Linked DNA regions of Mus musculus: region 1 is linked to region 2. A link is a contact called in public ChIA-PET data. All regions are on one chromosome and are shown on one strand. The core of a region is the stretch at or near the end of the contact, and the rest is flanking DNA. Distances in the headings are between cores, read along the strand shown.

Evidence for each region. ChIA-PET counts read pairs in DNA pulled down with a chosen protein or histone mark.
Region 1: a contact with region 2 is called in an RNA polymerase II ChIA-PET map of memory CD8 T cells, with 6 read pairs. The contact joins the promoter of Numa1 here to the promoter of Arap1 in region 2. A contact is called at or near these places in 2 of 115 datasets of contacts at active chromatin or transcription factors (bone marrow-derived macrophages and memory CD8 T cells).

Annotation. Positions count from the first base shown.
Region 1 is chr7:101,967,593-101,973,852 of GRCm38.p6, reverse strand. Numa1 (nuclear mitotic apparatus protein 1) reads right to left here and starts at 4,010. Exons shown (of 25, transcript NM_133947.3): 1 at 3,884-4,010.
Region 2 is chr7:101,343,244-101,349,768 of GRCm38.p6, reverse strand. It overlaps Arap1 (ArfGAP with RhoGAP domain, ankyrin repeat and PH domain 1), which reads right to left and starts at 1,700. Exons shown (of 34, transcript NM_001040111.1): 1 at 1,570-1,700. It overlaps Gm35219 (a long non-coding RNA gene), which reads left to right. Exons shown (of 5, transcript XR_003946844.1): 3 at 1-1,922; 4 at 2,031-2,127; 5 at 2,209-2,848. Stard10 (START domain containing 10) reads right to left here. Exons shown (of 7, transcript NM_019990.5): 4 at 6,482-6,525; 5 at 5,735-5,852; 6 at 4,082-4,134; 7 at 3,143-3,877. The coding sequence ends at 3,632.

The DNA.
Region 1 (6,260 bases), core at 2,761-5,260, 620 kb before region 2:
CAACTCCTTCCTCCCATGTGCCATCCCTTAGTCTGGGCTTCAGCTCCTTCTTAACGGCTACCTGCCTGAACACCACCACCTCACCTCAAGATAACACCAAAGTGAACTTTGGTCTTGGCTACTGACCTGTTCAAGTTCTCAACTTAGGAGCCCCTGCCAGCACTGACCCTCGTTCTTTTACTGTTCCTACTCCCAGAATGTTAGGGCCACAGGCTTCCACCTCAAGGTGTCATTCCTCAAACCCACCAGGCTCCAACTCCAAAGTTCCAAAGGCTTAGAGACTCACAGGTAAGAAAATGGCTGCAGCATCTGTACACCTGAGTTCAGGCAAAACCTAACTATCAGTTACCCTGCTATAAAAATTCCAGGCTCCAGCACCACTCCCTAAAATAGATACCCTCTCCTTCACCTGAGCAACTTGTGCGCTGTTGGACTGAACACTGATGTTGGGAGTTCCTCTGGGAGGAATACATCAAGAGACACAGGCAACTAACCTGTGACTTGGATCTTACCTGGTTTGCTACCTTAGAGGGCCCTGACAAAGGCCAAGCTACCTTGATAAAATGTTTATTCATTATACACGGGAGGTGGAGACAGGAGGATTGCTTGTACCCAGTCTTAACAACAACAATAGCAATAGCAAAGCCAGGTGTAGTGGTCCATACCCTCAGAAAGCAGAGGCAGGCGCATCTTTGTGAGTGTAAAGCCAGCTTGGTCCACATACCAAGTTCCAGGCCAGTCAGGGTGACATAGGAAAATCACTTCTCAAAAAAACAAAACCAAACAAACAAATTAAAAGGGGGGGGGGGCTGGAGAGATGGCTCAGTTGTTAAGAGCACTGACTGCTCTTCCAGGGGTTCAGAGTTCAATTCCCAGCAACCACATGGTAGCTCACAACCATCTGTAATGGGATCTGATGCCCTCTTATGGTGTGTCTGAAGAGAGCTACAGTGTACTCATTAAACAAACAACAAACAAAAACAGAGGAGCTGAAGGGGATTGCAACCCCATAGGAAGAATAACATCAGCTGGCCGGACCACCCAGTGTTCCCAGACATTAGATCAGGAACCAAGGAGTGCAGTGCACGGGCATGGAGTGCACACATGACTACAGATACTTATGTAGCAGAGGACCACCTTGCCTAACAGCAATGGGAGGGGAGGCCCTTGGTCCTGTGGAGGTTTGATGCCCCAGCTTAGGGGGATACTGAAGCAGCAGGGTGGGAGAGAGTGGGTGGGTGGGGGAGCACCCTCATGGAGGCAAAGGAGAGGGGGTACAGGATGGATGCAGGATGGAGAGATTTGTGGAGGGTAACAGGCAAGTGGGATATCATTTGAGATGTAAAGGAATAGAATGATTAATTAAAAAAGAAAGGAAATCAAAAAAAGAAAAAAGAAAAACAAACAAAAATTAAATCCCAAACAACAAAAGGAGCTGTCTTGCTGGTGTGTCCTCTGGCTAACAAAGGGGCTGAGTTGTTTTGAGATGGTTTTCCTTTAGTTTTTTTCAAGACAGGTGTTCTCTGTGTAAACCTGACTATCCTAGAACTTGCTCTGTAGACCAGACTGGGCTCCAATTCAGAGATCTGCCTGCTTCTGCCCCCCAAGTGCTGAGATTAAAGATGTGCACCACCACCATTCATACCAAAAGAAAAAAAGGGGGAAAAAAGGCCAAGAAAAGCATTATCTTTTCTCTATTATGGGGGAAAGCCCTGAGTAGGCTGTGTGGACAAGTCAATTGTTTCTCAGCATTTCTGCAATCAAAAGCAAATGAAGTTACTGGATGAATTCTCTACTTGCTCTAAGGCACTAACTTTCAGCTCAGGCCTCTCCCTCTGCACATACACCACTCTCTTTGTAACCTAGATTTCTGACTCAGAGTCCTGAGAATCTGGAAAGGAATGAAAAGACTTCAGGAAAACCCCACATTCCGTTGTTTCTTTAAAAAAAAAATCGTCCTTGGTGACTCCCACCTCTAGAGCACTTTGAAAGGCTGAGGCAGGAAGATGGCTCTGAGTTCTAGGGCAGGTAAGGCCACATAATCAAGAGGAGAAAAAGGGGAAAGAGGAGGAGGCAAAGAGTTTTTTAATGACCTAAAAGCCTCAGGAGGACTGAGAAGCCCCCAGAAGTAAGTAGGCCCATAACACCTAGGAACAGGGACGCTCCTGACAAGAAAGTCCAAACACCAACCCTTGAGTATTTACAGTTTTGAGACTGCAGAGTACAGATCTGCAGATGCAATCGCCAACCTTCAAAAGTTCCCTTTTCTGCCCTATAAAACCCCAAGCCCTTTGTATCTCTTCAGCCTCCACTCCCCAGAGAGCCTGCTGCCCTTCATTGTTCTAATTAAAGGACAATCTGCTTCTGTTGAGGTCAGTCTATTTTCACATTGCCGGGCTTAATCAGAGCTAACAGTACTGACACCTAGTCCTTTCCCCCATATTCGTAAGGTCATGATCGGAAAAATGTTAGCAGAAAAGTTGCAATCATGAACTAGACTGCGGCCTACAGGCAGATACTGTGTGAAGTGCCTGCGCAAGCGCACATACACAGCCCTCTGGGGCAGTTCATCAGCACCTATCCCCAACCACTACATTCACACACTCAGATCCCTGGCAGCTGACAAAAATAAAAAATAAAAAAAGACACGTTTTCATTGTCCAACACCGCAAAAACATCTAGGACCACACAAGGAAACAGGGAAGCCCTCTACTGGGCCGTCTCTATAGCTCTAGGACAGGCGCACACATTACTCCCTCCAAACAAAAACACGCTGACATCTATGAGGGGAAAGAAAGGCGCCAACTCCCGGATGTTGGCAAGCTCTGCGCAGGGCCAGCGCCTGTTTCTCAGTGTTTACTTGCTCTCCCTTTCCTCTCCCTCCCCTCTAAGGATGGCGCAGCAAAGGGAGGTGAGGGGGATGAACCACCCCACCCTCTCGTCCATTTTTTTGAAAAAACAAAACAAAACAAAACTAACCCGAGAAAGAGTGAGGGAGAAAAAGTCTTAGTGCTGGGGGCCTTACCGGACTCCTAAAGCCAAACGTATCTACAGGTTTTAATCCGCCATTAGCATTTAAATCTTGAAAGGACAGGGGTAGGGGGGGGCAGTGGAAAGTAACCCCACACACAAAAGAAAAGTTGTTGGGTTTCTTCTCAGTCGGCCAGGCAGAAGCAATCTTCCTGGCTGACAGCCAGAAGTGCGTCACAGCCAGGAGTCTGCTTTCTTTAAAGGCACAGCGAGCTTCCGCGCGGTCTGGGAGCAACAGCGAAGCCAAGAGCTCGGGGGGGGGGGACGGGGGGGGGACGACGCCTACCAGGAGGACCCAGGTGAAGCCTGCCCGTGCCCTAAAAACTGAGCAGGACGTGCGGGGGCGGGGAGAGTGGCTAGGGCGCAAGCCCGCAGGCTCCATTGCTGAAGGGAGAGCACGCGCAGCAAGGGCTGGAGGCTGTGGCGTAAACACACAAAAACGCACCCGCGGTGGCCGGCCTCACCAACCTGAGATGGCCAGGACACTCCCCCTTCGCTGCTTTCCAGCAGGGCTTAAGGCAGTAGCAGTGACGGCCTGTCCACCTCCGAGACCAGCCCTATCGGGCAGGCCCAGAGCCGCCGAACCCACGGCCAGCCCCTGGCGGGAAAGGCGCCCGGCGCAGAGGAAGCCTGGGAGCCGAGCGCAGGGGAGCCGCACGGCGCAGGCCTTGTACAGGGGCAGCTTCCTGCGGCGCGGCGAGGGGGGCGTGTCTGCAGGCGCACGGCCGCCCGCCGGCTCCCCGCCACACAAAGCGCAGGCCTCCTCAGAGCGCCCTGCCTGCCCGCCCGCCTGCCCGCCCTAGGACTTGGCCACCCTAGCCTGTTCTCCGCAGGGAATCTCTTCAGCCCCTACCTTCTGCGTAGCAAGGCCAAGATGCCATGCTGTGTGCCTGCTCCTCCCACTCCTCCACCCAAACGAGCGGCCCAGGCAGTTTCTAGCCGCGGAGCGTAGGCCTCGCTCTTCTGTCCCGATAGCTGCGCTATTGTTGACTGGAATGGCCGCCAAAATCCCAGCTGTGCTGCCAGAACCTAATCCGCTGTTCCTGTGGGCATTTGTGGGGAGGGGCCGAGGGGCCAAGGCACAGTTCTGAGTATGGCAGGCGCTGGCTAGAGCCCTCAACAGGCACAGGGACTCATCATCCTCAGAGTCTGCTGCAACTATATGACTAAAAGAAATGTCACACTCAGACAAGATCTCGACAGCGTTGCCACCCACTGGACACCTCCTGGGATAGTTAAAGGAATTCCCTCACTTTACAACTAGAAACATTTAATGAAGTATGTGTAATGTATTGCTATTAAATATTGTTAATACCCATACAAGAATTATACCCAACGTCTGAGCTAGGGTTACAATTCCACAGATCAGAAGTGACTACAAGTTTTATCCCAAGATGGTACATGTTAACTCATATAAAAGATGTAAGGAAACTAACCAGTTTAGATGAGGGAAGGATTAGAAAACTGAAGTAATATTTTAATCTGGATCTTCAAGCACAAAATCAAATTTTTCCTCTCGGGAAAGGGAGAAGAAAGCAGAAAGGTGTGGTAGCAGTGAGAGACCAGGTGTCAAAGGTGAACTGAGGTCAGAATTGGGAAATCTTGAACTTCAAGGATTCAAATAAAGGATCTGGGATGGTTTTAACAGAGAGCTGTGGTATGAGCCAGATTAACCTGACAAAATGGTTCTCTGGCAGCAAGGTGAGCTAGGAGGCTACCCAATAGATAGGAAGGTGTTGAGGACACGGATGGTAGAGAATAGTTAAAAGAGGAATGAGAAGCATTGAGGAGAAAGAAGCTGACAAAAAGCAGGAGACTCAAAGCCACCATGGTGCTGTGTGCTTACAGTCCTGGCAAGTGGGAGGTTGGAGCAGAAGGCCAGCCTGATCCACTCACTACTAGAGTTCCAGCCCAGCCAAGGCAGAGTAACAGCCTATCTCAAACAAGACAAAACTAGGAGGAGCAACTGTACCGGGAAGAAAGTACATGGCATATGTGAATCACATGTGAGGAGGAGATGGGGGTCTGAAGAAGAAACAGGATATAATAGATAGTAGCTAATGCTTACTAAGAACCTACTAACATGCCTCAAACCATCCTACTGACCTATTGGGCATCATTTCATTAGGCTTCAACACCTCTTTATGAAGCAGGTAAATTACCACTCAACTTTAAGATGACTTTTTTAAAAAGACTTATTATTTATGTGAATACACTGTCACTGTCTTCAGACACACCAGAAGAGGGCACTGGATCCCATTACAGATGTGAGCCACCATGTGGTTGCTAGGAATTTAACTCAGGACCTCGGAAAGAGCAGTCAGGTGCTCTTAATCGCTGAGCCATCTCTCCAGCCCTACCACTCAACTGTAGACATGAGGAAGCTAAGCCACAAAGTGACTATCTTACATACATATCACAAATCACTTGCAGCTAACTACATAACCCTGGCAAGGATTCCTCAGATTCCTAGATGAAAGCATAGCCTCCTCTGCTTTAAGAGTACAAGCATGAACTCAGTAACATTCGCAAGGTGCCCAACACACTGACTTTTAGCACAGAAGGTGCTAGTGGATGCTTCACAAAGGTTGGTCTCTGTCACCAGGGTGTCCCAGCAGAAGGTTTACCAGTGCTAAAGAAGCTAGAGATATTCCTCCTGGAACAGGATGGTACCTTCAGTGTGACCGCCTTTTCCCCACCAGTTCCTCTCTCGGCTTTTACTTTATAGGCACACTTCAAATCTCAATCCCTCCAATATTAAACTGGTAACAGTAGTGGATTACTGGGGACAATCACTTGGGGACTTCCTACACTGTATGTATGTTTTTATGGTTGGATTTATTTTTTTATTATTTATTTACTTATTTTGGTTTTTTTGAGACAGGGTTTCTCTGTATAGCCCTGGCTGTCCTGGAACTCACTATGTAGACCAGGCTGGCCTCGAACTCAGAAATCCGCCTGCCTCTGCCTCCCAAGTGCTGGGATTAAAGGTGTGTGCCACCACACCCAGTGATTGGATTTATTTTTAATAACCATGTACAAAAAGACACAATGGCTCAGGAGATATGCATGATCTGGTCTGAAGACCTAGGATCTACATGGTAGACAAGAACTCACTCCCAACAGCTGTTCTCTGACACACACAAAAACATGATTTTAGTGTTTAAAAATTATGCTAATCATGTACAAAGCTCAAGAAATGGTTTTATATATATTTTTGTGAAAGTCTC
Region 2 (6,525 bases), core at 451-2,950:
CAGACAGGGCTTGGTAGCAGTGCTAGAACTCCAGATGCCCATACCCCATCTTCATAGACGTCCATAGAAACCTGCCCTGAGCCTTGCCATTACCCGGAACTGACAACCAGGCTGGAAGGCACTGCAACTTGCAGCCCACATCTGAACCCTGAAGTCTCACAGAACACGGGGACTTGGATGAGGAGGAAACTTGGTGGGGAACACCTTTGCCCAGAAACTGACTCTCCTCTGCATGGTGGGGACCAAATAAGGAGGCCTGAACGTCCAAATGAAACCTGGGGCGTCGGGGCCATCACCTCCTCACAGCCAGCAGTAGCCTGCCTGGGACATCTCACTTGTACCCTATTCCAGTGAGCAAACGGTCACTGGGGAGCAGGGTCCCCAGGCCGGGGTCTAAATAAACTTTAGCCAGGTATAAATCCCAAGGATGGGTTCTCTGCACATCCTCCCTTGCCACCCCTTACAGCCACACCCACATCCCTTGCCTCTCCTCCGGAAGGTTATCAGTATCCCTGCTGTGCGGCACAAGCTCTGCCCTCACCTTGCAGCCAGTCTTAGCAAACAGCCACTTAACTACCAAGGCTCATCCAGGCATCCTCTCCTCCCCAGGTCTGCACCTGTCCACGCCTGTCTCTGGGTTCTGCTGAATTTCTTCTACCCTATAATGACGCTGCTAGGAGCCTAGGCTTCCCTTAGCAGGACAGTCACAACTTTCCAAGTACAGGTTATCAGGGTCCCCTGGACCCAACAGTAGTCAAATCCTTACCTGAGCATCCCCAAGTCTAACCCTGAATCCCGAACCCCCAGTCTAGGCATTAGGGAAGCTTTCCCTAAGACACTGAATTTAGAGAAACATAAGTCAGACAACCTGGCTCCTAATCACCCAGCACCCAAATCTACCCACGGAGATCTGTGTCCAAACACCTACCCGCCTCCTCCCCAAAAGCCCCCATCCCCCGCTGCACTGCAAACCTGCTCTAAGCCCATCCACCCATTCCCAGCCTGACCCCATTCAACGAACACACCCCTTCTTTCCTGGCAACTGGGCCAGGTAAGCTCTAGAGAAACCATGCCCCCATTAACTGGTGGGGAATTGAGGTGCGGAGGACGGAAGTAGCTTGCCCAAGGTTACCAACACCTCAGGTCCAGGGCTAAAGTCCTAAAGCTTTGCGAGGCTGTACCAAAGCCTCAGGTCCACGGCTAAAGTCCTAAAGCTTTGCGAGGCTGTAAGAATGTCCGGGGTAGACTAGGTAGAAGTCTTCATTTCTCAAGTGGGAAAGCCAAGCTGCCTGACGCTACTGGCTCCGGAGCCTGCAAGCCCTAAAGCAGAAGAGCTGACGGCTGAAAGCTGGTGTCCACCAGCTCACTTTCTCTGTCCCTACGAGTCTGGCTAGATGACTTCACCTCCAGAGGCGACCCCACTTCACTTCATCCCCAGGCAAGAGCGCGCACCAGATGACCCCGGGAAAATTGAGCGGGTGGGGGTGGGGGGCTCACCATTCCCTTCTGAGGAATGGGGGCAGTGCAAGCCACAACTGGCGATTGGGAGGTCCCAGCAACCTCACTGACCTGTTTTGAGCGAAGAGAACTCCACGAGGTGGGACTCGGGGTCCCGGTACCGTCTGTCACACGCGGCCGCAGCCAACTCGCGGCAGCGGTCCGGGCGCGCCCACCTCGCTCGGCGCTTCCGCCCGCCCCACGTGACACCGGGGGACGTGAGGGCGGGGAACGGGCAGGGAGCCGGCCGGTCCCGCCCCCAGCCTAGTCCGGATCTTCAATACCCTAGGCAGACCGGACCGCCGGGTTTGTGTCTCTCCTTTATCCTTAGCTTGCTAAGGCTTTGAGGCTCATGTCTAGTCTATCCTGTCCCTGCTGAGACTCCACGGATCCTTGAGTCTCCATGCCTCGACACCCCTGTTCTGGTGAGTCTATCCTCTGGGAGAGGACACACACACAACCATTGGAGGCGGGACAACCACCTTCCCTGGGAGTCCTGTGCACCATTCTTAGTACTCTGCTTCTGTCCCCAGGACTGCATCTCCCTGCAGAAGGCGCTGGGAAAGGCCCACCAGAGTCTGGCAGCTTCTCACCTCCTCCCCAGAGAGATGAAATCCCTAGACTTGGCAGGTATTTCTGGATCCTGAGGCTAGCCTCTGGGACCAGCCAAACCAGGGGCCTTAATTTAGCTGGGCTTCCATTTTTCCATAGGAACAGTGGGCATATTTGGAAGAACAGTCATCAGCAGGGTGGGTCAAGGGGCTTTTGCCCTGAAAGGAGGAAGATGCCCTTTAATCAGAGCCTATTACATGCCTGGTCCAGTGGTGAACAATTTGTTCTGATTAATTAAAAAAAAAAAAAAACTCACACTTGCATAAGGGTAAAAATTATCACCCTAGGTTATAGGTTAGGAAATGAGAGTCTGACATTCTCAGGGTGTTCTCAAAGCCATTATGGGCAGACCTAGGGCTGGATGTTCCAGGTGACAGGGTCCTGTCCAGGCCTCTCCACAGAAACTGTTCTCTGGGAAACACTTGACTGTTAGCCCAGTAAGGTTTTCCACTGGCAGGGCTTTCCAGGAGAGGTGAATAGGGTCAGATCTTGAGTTCTTTCCAGACCCCAAGTTCTTGTGGTGCCAAAAATACCAGAGAAAAGCAGGGCCTAAGACTAACTCTGGGACTCGGCATCCCTTGGACAGCAGAGGCAGCCCAGGCTTCCCTCTAGATCTCAGAGCAGCTAGGCATAAGTGAGGGTTGACACTTGGTCAGGGGACCTCACGATTCCTGTGACCAGCCTAAGGTCTTTAACACTAAGTGCAGTGGAAGTGTCTTCACCAGTACCCACCCCTCCCCCTCCTCCAGTACCCACCCCTCCCCCTCCTCCAGTACCCACACCTCTCCCTCCTCCAGTACACACCCCTCCCCCTCCTCCAGTACCCACCCCCTCCCTCCTCCAGTACCCACACCTCCCCCTCCTCCAGTACCCACACCTCTCCCTCTTCCAGTCCATACCCCCCTCCCTCCTCCAGTACCCACCTCTCTCTCTCCTCCAGTTCACACTGCCTCAACTCAGTTCTGAGGCCTTCAGCCCTAGTCTTTGACCTGTGAGTCCCTCCCCTTCTTTCTGTGATGACAGGAGCCAGTCAGAGTATGCCAGATCAACTGTTTAAAGCTAGCTTGGACCAGAAGTCCATCACACAGTAGAAGCCTGACCTCAGGTTAGACCAGCTCCTCTTAAGAGCCCTGAAAAAATGAGCAAACCACCTTTGTGACCAGAAAAATGAATGTGCAAATGAACGAAAAGAAAGGAACCACAGGAAAGGAGGGGGCAACAAGCTCCACCCTACGTTACAAGACGCCTATAGGGACAGCAGTCCTGTGAACAATAAGAGTATTAAGGAAAATAACTGTAGAACAGAGCAGCGTGGGGCTGAGCAGATGAGAAGCAGGCACAAAGAGCTGGCTGGGGCTGTGTGGTTCATTTATTGGGGCCATGTCCAGCCATGCCGCAGCCACCTGGGCAGGAGCCCAGTGCCCCCCCAGAAGGCAGGTGGGGGAAGGGAGGAAGTGCAGAAGGCTCAGTGCCCCAGGGTTCCACCCCAGTCTGGTCTTGGTCCTTGCAGAGAGCCGGTCACTCAGGTGAGCGAGGTGTCATCGTCGCTGCCCTCTCCTCCCGCACCGCCTGCCCGCTCCTCGCGGCTCTCTGTCACTGCACTCTCATCGATGTTCTCCAGTGAGTCTGCATGTTGCACCGACAACTCTGACAGCGCCAGGCTGGGCAATGGGCTCTGCTCCGGGTGCAGCCATGGCTTGAAATGAGGCTGGTGTTTCTGCTTCCACTCGGGGTACTTGATGCAGGCCTTGTACATCTTCTTCATGGCCTGTAGACCATTCGAACATTGTTAGGGGTGCCTGGAGGGCCACACCCCTCCAGAGCCCTCCTGCGGTGTACAGTAGTCCCCAGTGTCCCAACTACGGCCATGGGTAGACCTGGTTCATCAGCCATCACCCAGTGTTGACTCTGCCCCTGCCCTACTCCTCAGTGCTACCCCCTCCCCCATGTCCCAGAGCACACAGCCACTTACCTTGGGGGCCAGGAACTGAGATGACTTATTCACCACCCACTTGGGTAAGGAGCCTGTGGGGGCAGGGAGAAGCCCTTAGGCACCCAGCCCCACCCACTGCCAGCCCCCCTCCCTCTTCAGAGTTTGTGGGGAGGCCACCCCCTTGGCATTCCTTCTCAGATCCCCCAAGCTCATCTCTGGCCCCACTGTCTGTCTGCTGAGCTCCAGTTCAGAGAAGAAAACCACACGGCCCTAGGTAACCACAAGTGACCTGTGGTGTGACATTCTGACCTACCAAGCTCCAGCCTGTCACCTCCTTCTCCTCACACTAATAGCCTAGGTCTGTCCCTGAGGCTCAGCCTCTCTCCTGTCTGTCCTGCTGAGCCTCCTAAGACATCTTAGGCTCAGCACTCTAGTCTAGCCCGCCCTGGAATCCATAGGCCAGCTCTCCACCTGTCTCCCTCCAAGTTCCTGCTCTGTACACACAGAACACTCATAAAGAGCAGGGAACCCTGACCTAGGCTGCGGGGTATCCCTGTCAATGACAATCCTGTCTTTACGTGTTCAGTCACCAACTCACTCCACATTCTGTGACACCCACCCTGCACCTGTCTGGACACTCACAACAGGAATTCAGTGTGTGACATTTCAACACAGACTGGTGTTCTGCTGGAGGGGGATGGGCCCTGAAACAGGCAGCAGGCTCTCACTCTGGGAGTCAGGGACTCCGGGAGCACTGAGTAAGAAGCAGAGGTTCAGGGAGCTAGCTGAGGATAAAGGCTGGAGGGACATGGAGGTAAGAAGTGGAAGGGCATGAGGGGGCTAGAGATCCCCCTTCCCCGCCCTGGGCAGGGGCTCTGGCTGGACTCAGAGGGCAACAGAGTCACAGTGACATTTTAAGCAGGTGAGTCAGAGGAAGTAAGTGTTGTTTTTATCTCCTCTAGTAGCTTGTTTGGACAAACAAAGTGGCTGAGTACCAGAAGAATGATAGGCTGGGAGCTGTCAGAGGGTGAAAAGGTGAGAACAGGGGCTAAGTATGTTAACACGGGCCTGGAATTCCCAGCATGCGGGAGACAAAGTCAGGATGATGGCGAGTTCAAGACCAGCCTGGGTGAGTCAGAAGAAAGGGAGGGAGGAAGAGAGAGACTAAGTGCTACATTTAGGAGCTGACAAGGAGAAGCTGGCCCCAATTAACTAGCAAGTTCTAAACAAAGGGGACCAGAAAGCAAGCTACTGATCTGATGAAGGGTGGGTCTAAGAAGGGCAATGGTGAGTTCACGGTTGGGTACAACAAGTCTCAGGTGTCCAGAAGACATCCTGAGGAAGATGTCTAGGAGGATAACCACCTCAACAGAGATGAGGGCTCATCTGTCGCAGACGTGAGCTGAAAGAACAGCTTGGAAAGCTCAGGCCTCTGGGATGTGGCCGAAGGAGATGCGGTGGTGAGAGCAGGTCCAGGCTAGGAATGCTAGCACCAGGAAGGCAGTTCCAAACTCCCGAGAGGAGCACTGGCCGCCTCGTGGGTCCATTGCTTTCAAACCACTAGCTTTGGCTAGAGATCCCCCAGTACTAAACAGCTCCTAACAGACGGCCTTCAGATAGCCTGGCAGATCCAGTTCATTCCCTGTACAGGGAAGGAGCCCCTGCTGATGGACTGCAGGGCCAAGCCCTCACCTTTGGGGTCCACTTGGGCCAGGTAGGTGATGACGCAGCTCTTGGGCCCCGTGCTCTGGATGAGGTAGCCCGTCTGGATGGACACAGCTCGGACCAAGTCTTTCCGAGGTGGGTATTTCTGGGGATGGAAGGCACAGGGAGGTGAGACTTGGGTGGAGTCAGAGGGACTGCCTCTATAAGGTACACACACACACACACACACACACACACACACACACACACACACACGAACCCATAGCTGTTCACATTTCTTGACAACTGTGCCCGTCCAGACCTAATGTAGGTTAAGGAAAAATAATCAGGCCAGGCCATCCTTGCCCCCTCTCACTTGTGCTTTCTCTGTGCCATTAGGGAAGTGCCAGGCTATGTCAGGGCTTATGCGTGTTTGTGGGCACTGAACCCTTGCCTAGGCTAACTACACCTGCCTGCCCTCTCTGCCCAGGGAGTTCAAGTGAGTCCCACCACAGGAACCTGCCTTCTAGTTCCTGCTAGCCCATTTATAGGCCAGCCTCACTCATCCCAAGGGCTGGTCCACCCACATCAGGTCATCCCACCCACTCACGGCAGAGCCGGCCCATACTGCCCTTTCCCTGAGCTACTGGACAGGCCCCGAAGGGAAGTCATTATCCTCAATGTGCAGGAAGGAAACCAGCCCCCATGCCTGCCCGAAGTCACTGGACAGCCAGCCACAGCCCAGCCCTGCCCATCACCCTTCTGCACACCCCAGGGGAGGGCAGGCCAACTCACAGGGTGTTTCACTGAGTAGTTCATAATGATGTAATCAGCGCCCA